Linked DNA regions of Mus musculus: region 2 is linked to region 1. The links are chromatin contacts, called in public promoter capture Hi-C maps. All regions are on one chromosome and are shown on one strand. Each heading gives the region's core, a stretch centred on a gene start, on an enhancer-like site or on the middle of the called end of the contact. The rest is flanking DNA. Distances are from core to core; before and after follow the strand shown.

Region 1 (6,775 bases), core at 1,477-3,976:
TTGTCGTCTGCTGACCATGGTAGAGGATGCTAAATCGCAGGCTCGGTGTCACAAGTCTCCTCAGGCTTGTCATCAGGATTTAGAAATAGTGAGATTACAAGTCTCACAACTTCAGACCAATCCCTGTGATAGCCTGTGTGTGCCCCTCACTCAAACACAGATAGCATGCAACATGAGAGTATCTCTTGGCTCTAGGAGGTCAAACTAATTCCTCTCTCAGTGGTGGCATGGGGACAAAGCTACTGTGATCTTCAGATGCTTTCTGTCCCCTCAAAACCAGAAGTCCAGGAGGTATAGGGGGACATACCTGTCAACTGCAGGACTGGAAGGGCCTGATGGGGGTGCCAGTGTCAGACCTTGGATAAAGACAATAGTCTACAGCCTCATTCTGCCCTAAGAATGTGATGTGGGCTACAAAAAGAGAGAATTTTGATGTCCAAATTTGTGACTGTCAAGTCACCCCAATTGTACCTCTACTCATTTTGATACTATTGTCAATGTCCCATCTGTAGCACTACCCGTCTGACAACAAAGCCAAGTGAAGGAAGCCAAGCAAAAAGAGGAAAGATATTAGAAAATTACTTCTTCCTTCTGACTTTCTATCATTTCATTCCACAGCATGATAGAAGCCTGGCTGTGTTGTCCACTCACCCGCTGGTGACTAAACTGGGGTCCTTTCCTAGAGCTGAAAAGAACAGAGAAGGTGGAGTTGGTCAGCGTCAGACAAACACTTGGCTTAATGGGCACAAAGGTCCTGGGTTCAAGGTTTGGATTCTAGCCTTCCCCCCACCCAGCTCGAACTCACTGACCCTAGGTGGGTGGGGAAGGCAGCTAATCGAAGTGCATTGTTTGCTCAGGGCTGTATGGCCTGGCCTTAGGCCCAAGAGCAGGAACACAAGCAGCTTTCCTTTTGAAGGTGGCCTTTCCATACCCCACCCACACAGTTACCTTACTTTTGCTCCCAAGAAATCCCCCCACACATATGCTTGAGCTTGGTCATGCAAACTTAGTCCCACACAATACATATGGCACACCCCACCAAGCAAACACATACTACATCATGCATACCACACCTAGATACTAAACACATACATACAACATACCATTATTACATGCATATTAAGCATAAAACATAAACACGTATTTCATGTACCGTGTACATTACATGAAAAGCATATATTCCATGGATGTATCATTCATTAAACATGCAATACATACAATGCCAATAAACAAAAAATATATACATTGCATATCCTACATACACATACATAAGACCCCCATACAGTATCATAGTCAACACGAAGCTTGCATACAAGAAGCACCACAAACAGATCAAAGGTGCATATAAAATATACATACCATATGTCAAACACATGTTGTATACACAATATAGCACCCAGAGCACAGGCATATCACACACACACACACACACACACACACACACACACACACATATTGAGCCTTCCTGATCTTTGAATCAGACATAGAAAACAACAAGCTGAAGCTGGAGAGTGACATACAGACACCTGTGACTTCAACAGCCATCTGCCATCCCAGATAATTGAGCCCCCTGGGAGGCAGAAGAATTTTGAATGAGGCAGAGGTTCTTCCACATAAGGCAAATAAGCCAGATTTATCTGCAGGTTGGCCCCTGCTGCAGTTCAATGCTGCTGCTGCTCCTGCTGCTGCGACCCAGGATGCCTGTGACTTTGTCTGTGGAAGTCTTAACTCTGGCAGAAATCATTTTGCCTATTAGCGTGAGTGCATGAAAAAGCCTAAACAGGGCAGACTACAGAGCACCAGGTGAGTTTGGGTTTCACTTCTCACTTCTCAGACCTCAAGGATTCGCTCTAGCACTTGGAACCTCTATTATCTCCATGGGCAAAATATGAATAGTAACTGCCTTATAGGTTCCACGTGAGTTTGTGGAGACACACTCAATTGTTGCGCCTAGTGCCAGTGGCAATGACCCAATGTCTTTATGGGGAGGTTGCTAGATAAAATGCTCTAGAGCATATAAAATATTTATATTTATTGAAAAAAATTATCTAGGCATTCTTATAGCTTTAATTTCCAGACAAAGTTTCCCTGTGTAGCACAGGCTGCCCTCCAACTTTCCATTTTCTGCATCTACATATACAGGGCTGGAATTACAGGTTGGTGCCACCTCACTGGGACCAACCTGTGTCTTATTTGGTAACCCACCTACCCCTAGAAAAATCCCAATCTTCCACCACTAGATTTTATACCCTGACTCACTAGCTTGGGGATGGATATTACATCATTAAATGGTGATAATGGAGACCACCCACAGCCAAAGAGAAAAGACTATACTGGGTTTATAATGCCTAAAATACTTACATGTAGTGTCTGGTACTTTACAGAAACCAGTGCTAACTCAAAGTGGGTGAGATTTTTGCTATTTATATATTTGTTCAGGGCCAGGTGAGACATTTAACCCTGAGAGTCAAGAGAACTTAAAACCCAGACCTTCAGTAAAAACAGACAGAAGTTCCTCCATCCTGCAATGAGCCTGACCTGTCCCAGCCTTCCTAGAAAAAGGTCACTGGGTATCCCAAAGTCCAGGGGCCAGCTCTTTAATCTCTTTGAAGACCTAAGAACAGGGGAAGAGTTCCAGGGTGGAGAGAGTTGCAGCTGACGCATGGTCTCAGTAGGCAGGACTTTGGGGCCTGTCTCTTTAAATCTCAGGTAATTTGGGAGGAGGGAGGGAGTGCCCACATAGCTCCTGCTCACTCCCAACAGGAGCTCCAGAGACACAAGCCCAGCAGATTTCCAGCCCGGCCAAGAGGAACAAAGCAGGAGCCCTCTTCAGGCTCCTAGGGGCAGCCACGGGAAGCCTCAGCAGCTCCACAGGTGAAGTAGGAGACAGAAGACAGGAGACGGGACCTCTACAGAGAGAGGACAGGCCGGCTCTTGGGGGTGCCAATGTGGCCCCAGGGTCGAGCCCAGTTGGGGTCTGGCATCAGCCTCAGCCCCCCAAGGAACCAGCCTTCCACCCCATGGGGTGGTCCCTGCCCAAGGAGAAGGGGTTAATACTCTGCCTATGGAACAAGTTCTGCAGATGGTTCCACAGACAAGAGTCCTGGGCTCAGAGCCGAGACGAGCAGAACCTGCTGCAGCAGAAGAGGTAAGTTTGCCATCTGCTTCTGCGTCTTCTACCTCTGCAGCAGCAGGGCTTACACCCCACCCCTCCTGGCTTGCTTGAGTCTTCTCTTAGCACCCTGTCTGGACAGTTTGTGCCCCTTGTTAGCACCGTCTCCTGAGCCTTAGCCTGTGAGCCTAGCTGGCCAGAATGTCAGGTGGGAAGTTGCCTGGGCACAGTTGTTAGTTTCCCTTAAGGTACCATTCATTTCTGCAGGATTCCTGTGAGTACTTCCCCAGTAGCCAGGCATCTCACTACCCCCTTGTAAGCTATCTCCCCAAAAGGTGATGGTGGCAGCGTAATATCTTATGTATCTCTACTCCATGCCCCTACAGCAGACTATAACAGAAACACATTTTATATAGAAGCATGCATGTGGAAATGAATGAGTGACTGAATAAATAAAGAGGTAAGAAAAGATGGCAAAAAATATGAAAATACATATCATTCCTGTGCATCTGTCTCAGCTACTTGAGTTTAAAGAACCAACAATGCTCGGTTGCAGCCTGGAGTGTCTTCCCCCTCTATTCATGGGTTGGCATGGACTCCTGGGCTCAATGCCAAAGATGCTCACCATGCTATCTTTCAGGCTAGGGGGACTGGGAGAGAGTCTGGAGTTTAAGCCCTTAGAAAATCTCCTATTTTGATTCTATCTGCTAAAAGTAGACTTCCTTCTATTTACTTGGTAGCCACTCCTGACTCATGGCATCTTAGAGTTGGCTTTGAGAGCAGGAAAATGGATGATCCACTGGATCTTGGGCCCAACCTGTGAGCACTCTTCTCTCTGACATTGCCATTGGGGTTCCACATCCATTTGGTGACATGCTAAAAGGAAGTCCTGCTTTTGTGGCTTCCCTCCAAGGCAATTCAGTGACAGGTAGCATGTGTATTCACAGAGGAAAGGCAGAAAGTTTTTGTCTTCAGGTTTTTCTCCATCTCTGAATGCAGGGCTTGTCTTAGCCTGGCCTCAAGGCTGCCTGGGATTTCCTATGCTTTTGATTAAACATTCCCTGCTGGGATGTGCCCCTTCTTAGAGCTGTGGTTTTCCTGTCTCTCATGGCAGCCACCCACCTCTCTCCCCCCAGGCCTGGGAGAGTGGGGGGTAGGGCACATGTCTGGCTGATGACATCTTAGGACAATAGAATAACATTGTTGTTAGAGAATAATTCCTCATTGGTTTCACTTCTCCTCTTCCCACTCTCAGGACCCTGTCGCTGGGGGCATCAGACACAGACTGCAGAAAGTCCATGGGCTTTGAAAGGGGCAGGTGAGGTTCCAACATCTCATATGCAGGAAGAACAAAGTAAAGGAGTTGGGCCTGAGCAGGCAGGCAGCCTGGTTAAGCATATGCTGTTGGCACCCATCTAATCTGCATCCATTTCTTCCTTCCTTTTGATGGGCCTCCTCTGCAGTATTAGGCTAGAAAGGCCTATTGCCATCAGTAACAGGATTCTGCCCCCACCCCCACCCCAACACATCTGTTTCCAGAGTTTCTTAAACTCTCTTTTTCCCAGACAGTTGGTGTCTATGGTAATGGCCTTCTTTGGATGGTACTTCCCAGAAGGAACTGAAATTTACTAGGAGTTTCTTGGCCTGAGAGATCAGCTATATACAAGGAAGACATGGCAGAAATTAGACAAGCCGGGGGTGAACACTTAAATGAGCATCATGAACTGTGAAAGAATCTCCTCCTCGATAGTACCATCACCTGGTTTATCCAGTATAAAGTCAAACATAGGCTTTGGAGGGAAGGAGATTCTGTCATCCCCACAAAAGCAAGTTAGAGCTCAAGAGACGGGGCCCAAAAAGAAATTCTAGGAACAGGCCTGGATAGGATTTCATGGAGGATGGTCTCTCAATAAGGCAAAGCTTTTTAAAGAACTCTGTAAGATGAGGAAAGGGAAGTCAGCCTTTCTCCTTGTGATATACTTCTCTTGGGTCTTAATTATGCAGCTCCCTAGTTTAATCCCATATTAACTGAATTCTCACCTCTTTCGCATTTCTACTAAGCTATTTCTTCTGGCCTGAATTTCTCATTTCTGTATATCCAATGCATCAAACATCGATTGAGCATAACTCGTACTCCATTAGGTTTGTGGGAAATTAATCTGATATAGTTCTTGCTTCTCAAGGAGCCTGTGTTCTGATGAGCAAAGTGTACCAAAGTGCATGTTGTCCCTACATATCTTCAGATTAAATCAAGCTCATAGAGAAAATACTAAGACAAAAAAGTTATTTTGTTGCTTATATGTGCTATATAGATAGGTTCATGGTAGTTACATCAATATGTAACATGTACAGCATTTTTTTTCTGTCATCATTCCAAAACAATATGGTACAATAGCAACTGATAGAGCATGTATATTCCATTAGGCATTATTGGCTACCTAGAGATTGTTTAAAGTACACAGGTTGAAGTCACAGAAGTGGTACATGCCTGTACTCTCAGTACTTAGAATACTGAAACAGGAGACTGAAAACCTCAAGGCAAGTCTAAATAACATAGTAAAAACCTGTCTCCAAAAATCCAAAAGTTAGTAAATAAGATGAATATTGTGGCTTTCACTTGTAACCCCAGGACATGGGAGACTGAGTCAGGAGTGTTGCCACAAGTTTACCATGAACTACACAGTGAGTTCCAGGCCAGCCTGGGTCACAGAGTATAGTCATAACTTTAAAGTGCATTATGAATGTATAAACTATGTGCAAATATTATATCACTGTATGGAGGGGAGTTGAGTTTATATGATGTATGGTAGAGAGTAGGATCTTCTAGAGCCACTGCCCTACAGATTTTGGAAGAATAATCATACTTAGGCTAAAGGTAAGCATGGGTGAAGGTCATGCAAAGGTTTAAACGAGAGTTGAGGGAGTACAGAAAGAAACTGTCCTATCTGGTATCTGATTTCTGATAGTGTGGGGTGTGCTGAGAACTTCACGGAGGCTGCCCAACCTGACTTCCCACCCCTAGAGTGCTGGCATTTTCAGTTCCTGGGAAGACAGGGATTCTTGCTTGAGTTGGGTTCCATAGATACCTGTATAAATAATGTATATGAGGTAAAGTTTCTATGCAAGCTAAGCTCTGACACTCTTCTGTAGACCTCAGTTCTTGCCTTGATAAACACATACACACACACTTGTTTACTTGCCCAAGGGAAGGAGTTGTGGCAGTTAAGAAACAGCTTGGTTTCAAATCTTGAAAGAGCCATGTTCTCCAGATTTTGACTCCCTCATCTTATCTCAGCTGGAGGGAGGTGGCCTATGAGTGCCCAGTGTATGCCATGCTACCACACATGACTGGTCTTTCTCATCTGTGGTCATTGCTCTGGGCTTGACCCCCACCTCCCAAGAAAACTCAGAAAGAGCCATAAAAACTAGAAGAACCACATAATTTAGTGGAAAGTGCCTTGGGCTATGTTCTTGTTAATCAAGTCTGCCTTTTAACCCTCTGTGATCTTCTGGCAACTGTTTAACCTTGCTGCCTCAGTTTCCTTTTCATTAAAAACAATGGGAAAATTACTCAGCTGGTGTTGTATGGCTATGGAAAGTAAATATGGGATTAAGTGATGTTGCTTTGGAAACTGAAAGGCACATTGAACAAATGAAATCACA
Region 2 (6,775 bases), core at 2,789-5,288, 1.1 Mb before region 1:
TCTGAAAATTTGATATTGGTAATATAACAGTGGTAGGCATTTTGTTGGTCTGTATTACTTATGAAAAGGAATTTCCTTAATACTCAGAGGGGACTGGAACACCATTTAAACAAATCGATCTCAAATGCTTAGGTGCAAGTATTCTCTGCTCTTTAAACTGAGCTACAATTTGGATGATTTTTAACAGCAATGGTGGCTTCTATCAGGAACCGTTTCACATAATCCTTTGTCCTCTCTAATAAAATACAGTTGACTTTCTCTGCATTCAAAAGCATCTATTACTAGACTGAATCTCATAATCAATGCTTCACGAAGCAACTGCAGGCCATTGACTCTGTGACTCCCTGGAACAGTCTGTCTTCTAGGTACATCACATTGTCATGTAATGGGGAGCAAGGGTCACTGTTCCTGCTCTTATGTGAAATTAGGGAGAAAGGCTGGCCTTTATTACCTTGTCTTTCTAGTTGAATTATTCACAAAGACAATAACATAGATGTCTTAGTCAGAGTTTCTATTCCTGCACAAACATCATGACCAAGAAGCAGTTGGGGAGGAAAGGGTTTATTTAGCTTACACTTCCATACTGCTGTTCATCACCAAGGAAGTTCAGGACTGGAACTCAAGCAGGTCAGGAAGCAGGAGCTGATGCAGAGGCCATGGAAGGATGTTCCTTACTGGCTTGCTTCCCCTGGCTTGCTCAGCCTGCTCTCTTATAGAACCAAGACTACCAGCCCAGAGATGGTCCCACCCACAAGGGGCCTTCCCCCCTTGATCACTAATTGAGAAGATGCCTTACAGTTGGATCTCATGGAGGCATTTCCTCAACTGAAGCTCCTTTCTCTGTGATAACATAACTCCAGCTGTGTCAAGTTGACACAAAACTAGCCAGTACAATAGACAAGTCTTTTTTATTATTATTATTAAAATCCAATTTGGAAGCTTAAATATCCCAAAACTCCTAGAAAAGTTGCTCTTAAAGTTGATTTTAAATAACAGTTTTAATTGAAATATATATTCAATTTTCAAATTAATAGAAATTCAGAAGAATTTGATAGCTATGATTTCAAAGGAGTATCCTAAAATGAGGATGGAGGAGTCTTTCAGATTTTCGTCGTTATACAATATAGAGTCACATATGTAGACATGTATATATGGGTCCTGTGTGTGTGCATGTGTGTGTGTGCACACGCTTGTCCTTTGGAGACCTTCCAAAGGTTTTGCAATTCTATGTCCCTTTCTCAACTCAAGTTGCCACATTGCTGGGGATTGCCCTTTACCCATAGAGGGGTGCATCATGCAGTGAACCAATAGATGTGGGATTACAAACCCAAATGCCTTCAAAGGTCAGACACTAATTTATATGGCCACCACAGTGAGAGCTGCAGGAGTCTGGTGTGTCTGTGGTTCAGAATTGAGTGAGAGGAGCTGTGGAGATAGGTGTTTGCAGTTTACCAACTGTTTTCCGTAGACCAGGGCCCCTTGCCGCTGAGCTGGATCTCACCTGTCAAAACAATTGCATTGCTCTCTTGACAAAGCCTCCTTCTCTCAAAGGAGACAACCAGCAGAATGCATGCTTGTAGGCCTCTCCTCACATACACAGAGGGTAAAGGACCATTTTTAGTTTGGGTTGTCCCTCTGTGGACAAAGGGACTCCAAAATACAGGCAGCAGAAAGGGTTTGTACAGATAGAAATAGAGGATGACAATGAAACGTAGGTGCTTGCATGTGTGTGTGTATGTGTGTGTGTGTCTGTGTGTGTCTGTGTGTGTCTGTGTGTGTCTGTGTGTGTCTGTGTGTGTGTGTGTGTGTGTGTTGGTGGAGGCCAAAGGGTAACTTGGGTATACATTTTCAGGAGCCATCTATCTTAGCTTTGTTGTTGTTGTTGTTGTTGTTGTTGTTTTGTTTTTAGACAGTGGCTCAAAGCTCACTAAGTAGATTAGGTTGATTGTCAATTAACCCACAGGAATTCAGTCCCTGCCTCCTTAGCACTGGGATTGCAGATTACAAGCCTATGTCACTACACCCAGCCTTTTACTTGGGCTCAAACCCAGCCCCTCATGCTTGTGTGGCAAACAGACTGACCTAGATCCTCTTCTCCCTAGCCTACAGATCACTGGAAAGCCACCCCCTCCCTCCCTCCATCCCTTCCTCCACCCCATTTTCAGCATCTTGGGGGTTGCACAGATACATTGTCAGTGCACAGAGCTCCTTCCCACTCAGTATGGAGAAAGCACAGGTTATATTGCCCTTCGCCGCTGAGGTCCTTGTTACAACTCATCCTCTCCCAGCTCCTGCTTCTGCTCTTCTTCTGAGTGTTACATGCTCTTTTCTAAGAAGTGCAGGCCTCTGGAGAAAAAGAGGGAAGAGGAGGGCCTGGGAATTCTTGAGGACTTTTCTCACACATTATCACAGTGTGTTCCAATTCTTAAAGTAGCAGAATTTGAAGTGGTAATAAGTGGTTCTTGGAGACCAAGGCAAGTGTTCTGTTGATATGATCTTCCCACTACACATTCTGCCTATGGAACTGCACTATCTCAGGGAGGAAACTTAACAATGCAGGGGAGAAAAGAGGACTGAATGGAATGAGAGACGTGGCCTCAAAAAAGAGGTCAAAAAAGAAAGGCCCGCTAGAATTGGGGTAGAACAGGATCAGGCTACCCGTCAGTCATGTTACAACTGAAGCACACTGTGACAATGTGTGAGAAAGGTCTCCTCAAATTCTCAGAGGCTGTCAGAAATATGCTGGGAGCCTGGTACTGGCTCCCCTCTTTTATCTTTTGCTCCAGGACCCAGCACTACTTGGCAAAGAACATGTAAGTAACATGTAAGTCGGAAGAAGGATGAGCATATGGGCTAGATGTCGATGGAGCTGTGCAAAGACCCCCAGAGAATGATTTGATTTTGAGTTAGGTACCAGTGAGCTGAGCTGAAGGTCAGTGATGAAGGGACCCACATTACAAAGAGGATGTCCTAGTTACAACAGAGTGAACTCAATCAATGTGACAGTACGATGCAATCACCCATGTCTGGAATTACCTGCCCTCTTTCAGGTTAAAGCAGACATTTGCACGATCTTTGTCACATGTAGTCGTAGAGTCCTATTTTAACCCTGATAGAGACAAGTATCACAGAACAGGGCAAAAACATCCTAACATACCTTCGGGGGAAGACACACGACCCCATAGAAACCATATATCATTCTAGAGCATGTTAGGATGCAATGTTACAGGACCAAGAAGTTGTGATCTGGATGGAATTAGGCTTGCTAGTTACCTGACCCTGAGCTGAGAAGTCATTTGGATAGAACCACTGGAATGGATACCAGGGTCCCCTAAGGAACTGAGGGCATCAGAAAGCTGAGAAGATGCCATAGCAGAAGTATAGGGTGGAGTGATGAGGCCACTGCCTCTGCAGACAGGGCAAGTCCCTGAGCAGGCAAAGTCAGATCATTTGAGGCCTACTCTGGAATCTGGAGAAGGGAGGAAAGCAAATCCTCCCATTGATTTTCCCAGCTTTACCCAGTGGAACCTGTGCCAGGCTTCTGATGTACAGAACTGTAAGATGTCGGAAGGGTGTGGCTTAATTCACCTCCTTGTCTGGCAATTTGTTGTAGCCGCCACTATTCACTCATACTTCCAGTTTATGAAACTAAGGAAGATGCAACAGCTTCAAACTCCAGATGTTTGGGATATAACAAAGTGTAGACACACTCTCTTCTACCAAAACTTGACTTTTTCATTAAATTTAATATAGGACCCATAGCTTTAATTCTTCTCTTAATATAATTGTGTATAATTTCTGATAAAAGCTCTCTTGTTTTATCAATGTCTTATTTGTTCACAGTGTTAAGCTGTATGTATGTATGTATGTATGTATGTATGTATGTATGTATGTATGTATGTGTTTTAGAAATTGGCCAGCTGCACATCCAAGCCTTGGAGCAGAAATTGACATAAAGGAGAGCCTCTAAGGTCTGGGGGCAGAGAGCGGAGCACCGCCCACATCCCCGTGTAGCCAATCAGTTCTCAGGACGGCCCATTGCTTGCTCCCCCTTCTCTGCCAGTGACTTTCCACGTCCCCCATCCACTGGTCCACCGCCTATTCCCTTGCAGGCCTGAAGCTTCTTCCCCTTGGGTAGCTTCCTCCTTTGCTGTTGTGCCTCCGAATCAGCACTTCAGGGAACAGCGACGCAGAGTGAGTCTGGCTCCGCGATAGGGTCTGCACCAGGAGAGGCCTGCGATGACAAAGGCCACTGCCAGAAGGGTGGGGTGCTTCGCGGGGAAGGGGGCAGGAGGTGGCGAGTGCCTGGGGCTGCGTGGGGGGCTGGTGTGGGCAACTCGGGCGTGCGGAGGTGGCTGATGCATTCCACATTGAGACCTTCCTCTCTGTCTCTTTCTGAGCTTTCCGCTGCTTTAGATATCTCCTTCAGTCTTCCTGCATTGTTATCCCTTCGCCAGCCAGGAACCCCCTCCCAGCCGTTTCCCATTTCCTTATTGAGTGGTTTGTGTTCAGCAGGGAGCCTTTGGGATTTGATGAAAGGAACCTCAGAGGTTGCGGAAGGAGACTCCACACAGAATTCTTTAAGGGCCACAGTCCCTGCTTAGCCTCCTTTACCCGCCCCCAGGTAAAAGTCCTCTCCATGTCCTTTAAGCACCCAGGGGCCTGGAGTATATTTGCTCTGAGAGGTGGGTGGGAGGATGTGGGCAGGGTGCTGCTGAAATGGGTGTGGGGCTTCTGGAGAACGCAGGTCTGGACCGCCTTCGGCCTGCAGCAGCAGGGGCTTAGATTATCCAGTTGGCAGATACACAACCCCCCACCCCCCGCAGGCCTTCTGGGTTGGCCCAACCTGAAATGAAGGACAAAAATGGAAGAGGGGGAAAAAGGATCTTGCCAATTAGACAATCGTGGAAACGTGGAGGAAGAATCTCTTAAAGAGATGAACCAATGTCTCTTGTCTATGGGCTGACCCGCTAACCATTTGTCCATTCTCCAAAGGATTTGCAAAGTGATTGCGTTTCAGCTAGCTCTTCACTCTGTTTTGCGTTGCTTTAAAGACTTAAGAATAAAATGAATGCTTATCATTCCAAAGTGGTCTAATCTACAAGATAGTGAAATAAACGCTTGGCCGTCTTGTAAGTAAAAAAATAAGGCTTGAATACCATAATGGAGGGTCTCATTTCTGCCCTTCCCTGCCTGAGACTTGGCATCCTTCGCGATTTTCCTTTCAACTACGCCGTTTTCATAGTTCTACTCTTATGTGTAAAACATACATGGGTTGCTTTATGATTTTGTCATGCTTTCATTCATGAATATTATCCTGTATATTCTTATAGCTCTAGGATTAATCCTTGCTTATACTTCCTTCATTTTTATTTCTAATTGGTTTAATACCCTATAGTTATTCTACCATTGAGCATTTAGGTTTCTCACTTGGGGAAATGTATTCATTTTTTTTAATGTGACAAGCTATCCCAACACATAACAGTATAAGATCAATAATAAACAACTACAAAGCCACTTCTAATATTTCTTTACCACCTGCCAGTTTCTGTGGATCTAGACTGGAGTCTCTGGAGGTTCTCACACACTGTAGTAAAGGGGTATTGGCTCAGCCTGACTCAAGGGTCATTGGAACTAACACAGGACTGTTGTAAACTTGGGATCTCCCTGATTTGGGCCAGGCATGTCTTTCTCTGCAGTGAGGGCCTCATTACAAAGGCTTGCTGTGACATAAGTTTTTGCTCCTTCTACCCCAACCCTAGAGTGAGGGTTTGCCAAAAGAGAGAGAAGAACCATATTACCCTTTTCTTCTCTAATCTCAAAAATGGCATCTATTTTTGTCACTTCCATTCTTTAGAAGTGATTGACCCTCCCACCCCCACCCTATATATACACTCAAGGGGTGGATTTCACATGAGAATGGACACCTGCAGACAAACATTAAAATGACTACCTACCATGGCAACCACATAATGTCCTTTAACACCCATGACTATGTGTGCAAGTGCTTTTTTACTGTGTGCTTCCAAGAGTAGAAAAAATAGGTCATAGGATTCATAATATATTCAGCTTTAATAGGTTATTTCCAAGATCTTCCTCAAGTGCCAAACTATTTGGCACTCCCTCCAGCAAAGGGTCAGAAATCTTGATGTTCCACAAACCTGTCATAACAAATTACATTTTTAGTCTGGAGAGTTATGTAGTAGTCCCATTCCAGTAGGATTTTACTTAGCATTTCCAGGCAGCCAGTAAGACGGGCTGCCTTTTGTATTTGCTGATCAAGTATTCAGCTTTCTGTCTTCCTTTCTGATACCTGATTTGTACTTATTCTCCTAGGAAGTTGTTTTTCTGTACCTAATTGACTCATTGGAGTCTTTTCTTTGTACAATCCATGTCTCAGTCAATATCTAAGTCATTGTATGTGCTACAAATGTCTGCTTCCAGACTGCTTCTGAGATTTTCTCTTTATCTCTCCATGTGTCTCAGTGAAATTTTTACGTTTAAGTTACTGGAACTTTCGTTTATCATTTGTTCATAATTGTATCTTCAAGAAAGAAGGGGAAAAAAAGAATTGTATATTCAAGGAGTGGGAGAGATGGTTCAATGGATAAAGGCCCTTGCTGTGTAAATGGAAGGATCAAAGCTGGACTACCAAGCTCCCATAGAAAAGGTGGGCAAGTGTGGTAGCCACAAATAATACCAATATAAAGAGGAAGGGATTTCACCCCTCGCCCCACCCTCAAAGCAAGCTTATTAGCTAAATTATCAGATTCTC

The links. Promoter capture Hi-C pulls out the DNA fragments that hold promoters and counts their contacts.
Region 2: a contact with region 1 is called in a promoter capture Hi-C map of second pharyngeal arch cranial neural crest. The contact joins the promoter of Tcaf1 here to the promoter of Trpv6 in region 1. A contact is called at or near these places in 6 of 39 promoter capture datasets (cranial neural crest, frontonasal cranial neural crest, hippocampal neurons and 2 more).

Annotation. Positions count from the first base shown.
Region 1 is chr6:41,632,356-41,639,130 of GRCm38.p6, reverse strand. Trpv6 (transient receptor potential cation channel, subfamily V, member 6) reads left to right here and starts at 2,726. Exons shown (of 15, transcript NM_022413.4): 1 at 2,726-3,148. The coding sequence starts at 2,901.
Region 2 is chr6:42,707,378-42,714,152 of GRCm38.p6, reverse strand. It overlaps Tcaf1 (TRPM8 channel-associated factor 1), which reads left to right and starts at 4,038. Exons shown (of 9, transcript NM_001355769.1): 1 at 4,038-4,194.